Regions from separate parts of the Ovis aries genome. Here region 2 is linked to region 1. Evidence: chromatin contacts called from public Hi-C data. All regions are on one chromosome and are shown on one strand. Each heading gives the region's core, a stretch centred on a gene start, on an enhancer-like site or on the middle of the called end of the contact. The rest is flanking DNA. Distances are from core to core; before and after follow the strand shown.

Evidence for each region. A called contact is a pair of places that touch in the nucleus more often than the background predicts.
Region 2: a contact with region 1 is called in a Hi-C map of blood, with 3 times the contacts expected there. The contact joins the enhancer-like site here to the promoter of INHBA in region 1. A contact is called at or near these places in 5 of 16 Hi-C or Micro-C datasets (blood, liver, skin fibroblasts and 1 more).

The regions. Positions count from the first base shown.
Region 1 is chr4:80,960,669-80,963,864 of ARS-UI_Ramb_v3.0, reverse strand. It overlaps INHBA (inhibin subunit beta A), which reads right to left and starts at 1,616. Exons shown (of 2, transcript NM_001009458.1): 1 at 1,229-1,616. The coding sequence starts at 1,616.
Region 2 is chr4:81,200,175-81,203,370 of ARS-UI_Ramb_v3.0, reverse strand. The region is part of intron 2 of LOC132659753 (a long non-coding RNA gene); the gene reads left to right. Among named protein-coding and RNA genes, the nearest start is that of INHBA, 240 kb to the right of the region's middle. Within about 2 kb of position 1,745, at least 1 of the 54 cell types and tissues checked has an H3K27ac peak or open chromatin away from gene starts, as enhancers often do.

The sequences.
Region 1 (3,196 bases), core at 367-2,866:
AATTCTGAGTGTTGCCTTAATTGTTTATACTGCTGCGGCAAACTTTTAAACAGCAATGCTGGGAGTCCCGGCACATACTTTACTGGCCATATGCTCTACCAAACAAAACAATGGCATTCCTTTCAAATGGATTTGGCAAGGGATGCAGTTCTTTAGCTTGGCATTACCATGAAAGTAACATGAAATTAACACATCTGTGTGTGCCCAGGCGCCGCACGCAGGGACTTGTAGGCAGGCAAAAGGATCTGGGTCACATAACTGTAAAAATAACCTGACCCCTGGTCTCCAGTAGGCCCTTTTGACAGGTATTGTTTTCTTCAGCAACAGGTTAGTGTGGTCCTCAGCCAACGATTAGAATCTATTTATTAAAGTTCTTCCTCTTAAGGATTGAGTGGGAGTTCAGTGTAGTATCTGAGAGCACTTTGTCAAGGTTGCATTCCTTGGCAGAGAGCTCTTAGTAACTTTACAGAGAACAAAACTCTTTTTTTTTTTTTTTTTTAGTTCAGAGAGCAAAAGTCAGTGTTCCAAAAGTGACTGACGGTTCAATGTCATCTGTTCCCTAGCCCACCCCACCCCCCAAAGTCGTTCTTCACTGCCTAGAATGTGATGCTTGTGTCTTTAGAGGCAGAGTTTCTAAAGGTAAAAATGACTGTCACTAATATGCCCTGCTCCTCGATGTGGCCCCTGATTGGACTTTTAAAGAAAAGGGGATGTTTTTAAGACAATGACTTCATCTGGGCCATGCCATCCCGCTCCTGCGCTTGCCGCCATCCCCTCACCCACCCCACCCACCCCACCCACCCACAGTAAAAACTTTAGATGGGGTACGGAAGCCTCCGGGCTTCCCCTCAGCACCAGAAAATGCCCCGACTTTCCTCTGGCTGCTCTGATCTAGTTCCCCGGGCAGGCAGGGCGAGGGAGCCTCTCTCTCAGACTGCCTTCCTGCTCCACATTGGGCCGAGAGCTTCCTCCGGGACGACCGGCTTAGTTGAGCAAGTGTAAGCTAGCCATCTCCTGCCAGGGCTCAGCCCAGGACCCCACCACCCCAGCTCTGGGAGGTCCTCTCCCCTGCTCCCCACCCCCCTACCCCCGCCGCGGTCCATCCGCTACCGTCTCCTAATAACTCATGACCTTCCCAGGCAGGGTGCAGCTGGAGGGCAAGAAGTTCCGCCGCCGAGGGCTGTCAGAGCAGTGTGCCCCCCACCCCCATCCCCGGGCAGGCACCCACCTGATTCCGCGAACGTGATGATCTCCGAGGTCTGCTCCATAAGCTCATTCATTTCTGCCCTCCGTCCGATGTCGTCCTCTATCTCCACGTACCCGTTCTCCCCCACTTTTCCCACATGAAGCTTTCTGATCGCGTTCAGAAGCGCCGCCTTGGGTACCGGCTGGGTGACATCGGGTCTCTTCTTCAAGTGCAGCATGTTTAAAATGTGCTTCTTGACGGCCTCCACCATCTCCGGCTGAGAGTTGGGTACATCCTTTGGGAGGGTGGCCAACGCACAGGACGGGCAGTCTGGGGCCGCGCTGTGCCCCTCGGATCCCGGGGTGGGGGAACTCCTCACTATAATCCAGCAACTCGCCAACAAAAATCCTCTCAGCCAGAGCAAGGGCATCCTGGCAGCAAAAGTTGTTGTGTTGCCCTTTTAAAAGGCTCTGCTTTTCCTCCCCCCTCACGCACAGGGTGTTTTTTTTTTTTTTCTTTCTTTTTGGTTTTTTTTTTTCTTTCTTTCTTTTTTTTTTTTTTTTCCTTTCTCCTCTTCAGTCAATTCTCTGGAACAAGAACAAAAAGTTTTCTGTGAAGTTTTGTTTGCAGGTTCCCTCTCTGAATGCAGTCAGTGCTGTAGGTTTGTGGCTGTCAGGGAGGAGAGTTCTGACTGTCTCCGAGTAAGAGAGAGGGAGGGAGGGAGGGAAGGAGGAAGGGAGGGAGAGACAGGGTGGGGGGGGGGGGAGACAGAGACAGAGAGAGGACGGGAGGGAAAGAGAGACAGGGAGAGAGAAGAGAGAGGGAGAGAAGGGGGAGAGGGAGGGAGGGAGAGAGGGAGAGAGAAAGAGAGAGGGGGAGAGAGAGAGGGAGACAGAGAGACAGAGCGATTGGCCCTAAGTGAGTGAGTGAATGGGAGAGGGAGGGAGTTTGTCTGTGAGTAAAGGCTGTGATTAGGAAGGGGAGGGACAGCTCTTTCTGACAGGCTGCCTGCCTTCTGCTCCCTTACACACACACCTCTCTTCAAATATCACCATTCTCTGGAGTTCTACTTTCCCTTCGGAAGGAAATTCTCCTGATTCGGTTCTACTACTTCTTCATTTCCCCCTCACTCTATTTCTTTCTCTGCCCAGGCCCCTTGCTTCACCTTCTTCCTCTTTTGGAGGGACGAGCAAAGCCCCAAGCAACGCCCTGTCTCCATCAACAGGGAGGACCAGACTGAAACAGCCTGCCCCAGTACCCCTCCACCCTGCCTGGCCACTGCCTGGAAGGTGAGGCTCAGGGTGCCCAGAGGTGGGCAGGCAGGTGGTGAAGGTCAAGAAGAGGGGCCACTGTGTCCCTGGGATCAGCTGACTGTTCTAGCCTGGAGGGAATCCTGCAGACCGTCCTTTCCCCCATTCATTCATATTTCAATGTTCAGGGCCATCAACACTGGCAGGCGATCAGAGGGGAGTGCAAACAGAACTTTTGTTTGGGGTCATATAATACACTCTACTTTTTCCAACTGCAAAAGGCAGCGGGGCATTGAAAGATCCACAGGCAGGCAGCAGGTTACACACTTGTGTCAAGTGAAGTGAGCTCTGTCCCGTCTTTAGCGGCCATCCTTCCTGCCCGGCACACACACTCACAGATGACAGCTCACCACCACTGGCTCTGTCTTCACAGGTAAAATGCAGAATTCTGCTGGCCTTTCCCACATTATTGTATACAAACAGTGAGCTCCTATGACTTGAATAACTGGTCCTAGCAGGGGAAGAATCTCTAAAATATACTGGTAAATAATTTTCTCTGTCATGGGGTAGTTTGTTCAGCCTGCCCCCTATCCGCATCCCGGACCAGTCAACAGACTGGCTTCTTTTTCTCTCAAAGGAACAGCACAGATGAAATCATCATGGATTTCAGTGTTCACAGAAAAAGAAAAATGTGAATTTTTAAACAATGCCTCTCTGAGTTTTTTTTTATTCTCCTCCCCCCGTCCCCCTCCTTTTTTTC
Region 2 (3,196 bases), core at 496-2,995, 240 kb before region 1:
GGGTTGACTTACTTAGGAAAGCCAAGTTGGTTGTTGGTGATGGGAGGTCCTTACGTTTTTTTTTTGTTTTAGTATAATTGCTTTAGAATGTTGTGCTAGTTTCTGATGTACAACCAAGTGAATCAGCTATATGTTTACATATATTCCCTCTCTCTTGGACCCCCACCCCATCCCACCCATCTAGGTCATCACAGAGCACTGAGCTGAGTTTCTTGTACTGTACAGCAGGTTCCCACTAGCTATCTATTTTACACATGATAGTGTATGTATGGGGCTTCCCAGGTAGCTCAAATGGTAAAGAATCTGCCTGCAATGTAAGAGACCTGGGTTCGATCCCTGGGTCTGGAAGATCCCTTGAAGAAGAGTATGGCTACCCACTTCAGTATTCTTGCTTGGAGAATTCCATGGACAGAAGAGCCTGGTGGGTTACAGTTCATGGACTCACAAAGAGGCCGACATGATTGAGCAGCTAACACACAATCCTAGCCATTTGCTCCTTTCTAGTTTGCCTCTCCCTCCCCTTCCTCCACTGTGCACACAAGTCTGATGTCTACCACTGCATTCCTCCCCTGGAAATAAGTCCATCTGTACCAATTTTTTAGATTCCACATACATGTGCCAATATATATTTGTTTTTCTCTTTATGACTTATTTCACTCTATTTGAGGGACTTTAGGTCCATCTACATCTCTACAAATGACCCAATTTTGTTTCTTTTTATGGCTGACTAATATTCCATTGTTTTGATTTATTAACCTTGAGAGTTCAGGCTTAGACTTTAGCTTGCTTGTATAGGCTGATAAGGTATTAGAATAGCTTCAGTCCAATGCCCTCTTTTAAATCAATTTAACAATCTGAATCTTTGGTAAATCTGTTCCTTCATAAAAACAATAAAGGTGAAAAGGAAAAAATGGGTTTGGCAATAAGGACCTCAGAGTGGTGATGGTTAACACTACATTTATAAACTTGTCTAGTTCGTCATTGACACTCAGCAAATGCTCAGCGAATATTTGTTTTCTCCCTTTTAATGTTAGTCACTAAACTTTGAAGCAGACCTTTGCTTCTTCTCATTTATTATAACTTTTTCATCTCCTGCTACTGTGTATGTATATCTTTTCAGTTCAGTTCAGTCGCTCAGTCATGTCCGACTCCTTGTGACCCCATGAATTGTAGCACGCCAGGCCTAGACTCATGTGCATCGAGTCGGTGATGCCATCCAGCCATCTCATCCTCTGTCATCCCCTTCTCTGCCTGCCCCCAATCCCTCCCAGCATCAGAGTCTTTTCCAATGAGTCAACTCTTCCCATGAGGTGGCCAAAGTACTAGAGTTTCAGCTTTGGCATCATTCCTTCCAAAGAACACCCAGGACTGATCTCCTTTAGAATGGACTGGTTGGAACTCCTTGCAGTCCAGGACTCTCAAGAGCCTTCTCCAACACCACATGTTCAAAACCATAAATTCTTCAGCGCTCAGCTTTCTTCACAGTCCAACTCTCACATCCATACATGACTACTGGAAAAACCATAGCCTTGAGTAGATGGACCTTTGTTGGCAAAGTAATGTCTCTGCTTTTTAATATGCTATCTAGGTTGGTCATAACTTTCCTTCCAAGGAGTAAGCATCTTTTAGCAAATCCATTTTTCCTTATTTTAAAGAGTTTTGTGCCTTCTCCCAAGTATCCACTCATTGTGCAGTGCATTCAACAAATACGTCACATGTCTAAACTGCTGAGTATATGACTCATAAGTCCTTTTTGGTATTTCTTGGTCCAACAGATGCATAAAATTAGTCATATGGTTTCAAAGAAAGCTGTAACTTCCTAGGAAAAGCAGTGAGAACCCTGTGTCTGGGCTGAGTGGGAACATACCTGGCATCCTCTCCCATTGGTGCTCACCCCCATCTCCAGCTCCCACTGCATCTGGCTTTATTCAGGGGAAAAACGGGTTGGGGAGATTAGGAGTTTCTTGGGAAATAATTTAAACCTTCGACTTCCCACATATCTTAGTAGTAAAGAATCCACCTGCCAACGAAAGAGATACAGATTCGATCCCAGGGTCAGGAAGTTTCCCCTGGAGAAAGAAATGGCAACCCACTCCATTATTCTTGCCTGGAAAATGCCATGGACAGAGGAGCCTGGCAGGCTACAGTCTGTGGGGTCTCAAAGAGTCAGACGCGACTGAGTGACTGAGAAATTTAAACCTTGCTCATAGGTAGACTTCAGACCACTCATGATAATTTTTAATTTGTCATTCACTTACTCCTGCCAGGCCCTTTTCCAAGACTGTAATGGTCCATTTCATCTTGTGACCACCTGAGAGGCAGGTACTCCAAGATTATTAGGTAGAAAATAGAAGCAAGTCAGACAAAGTGGCCCTAGGTGGGACTTAAGCTCAGGCAGTCAGGGTTGAGAGTTCCTGCCTTACTCTCTTTTGTTGCTGTTAATTTTTATTTTATATTGGACTATAAACTATAAATGTTGATTTATAATGTTGTGTTAGTTTCAGGTGTACAACAAAGTGATTCAGTTATACATATACATGTATCTATCCTTTCACAAATTCTTTTCCCATTTAGGTTATTATAGGACATTGAGCAGCGTTCCCTGTGCTATATAGTAGGTCCTTTTATACAGTAGAATATTACTCAGCCAGTAAAATGAATGAATAACGCCATTGGCAACAACATATATGGACCTGGAGATTATCAGATTATCAAACTAAGTGAAGGCAGACAGGGAAAGACAAATATTAGATGATATCACTTATATGCAGAGTCTAAAAGAAAATAATACAAATGTACTTATTTGCATAACAGAAACAGACTCACAGGCCTAGTAAACAAACTTATGGTTACAAAAGGAAAAAGGTGGGGGTGAGGGAGAATGAACTAAGGGTTTCAGAATTTACATATACACACTACAGTACATAAAATAGATAACAAACAAGGAGCTACTGCCTTTCTCTCTTGAACTGTCAGGGAAGGAGTGGAGTCAGAGAGAGGTGCACAGAAGCTAAATCATGAGGGACTCCAGAGGAATCTGGAGATCAATTCTATCCTGGGGGGAAGGAATGAGGAGTGATTAGCTATGGCCAGCAGGGCTTAAGGTTGAGAGGAAAGCAGGTGTCCCAGTTGGTACAGGGATGTTTGATCTCTGCCTCTGTACTGATCCAGGCTCACTGCCCCCCACCCAGCCCCA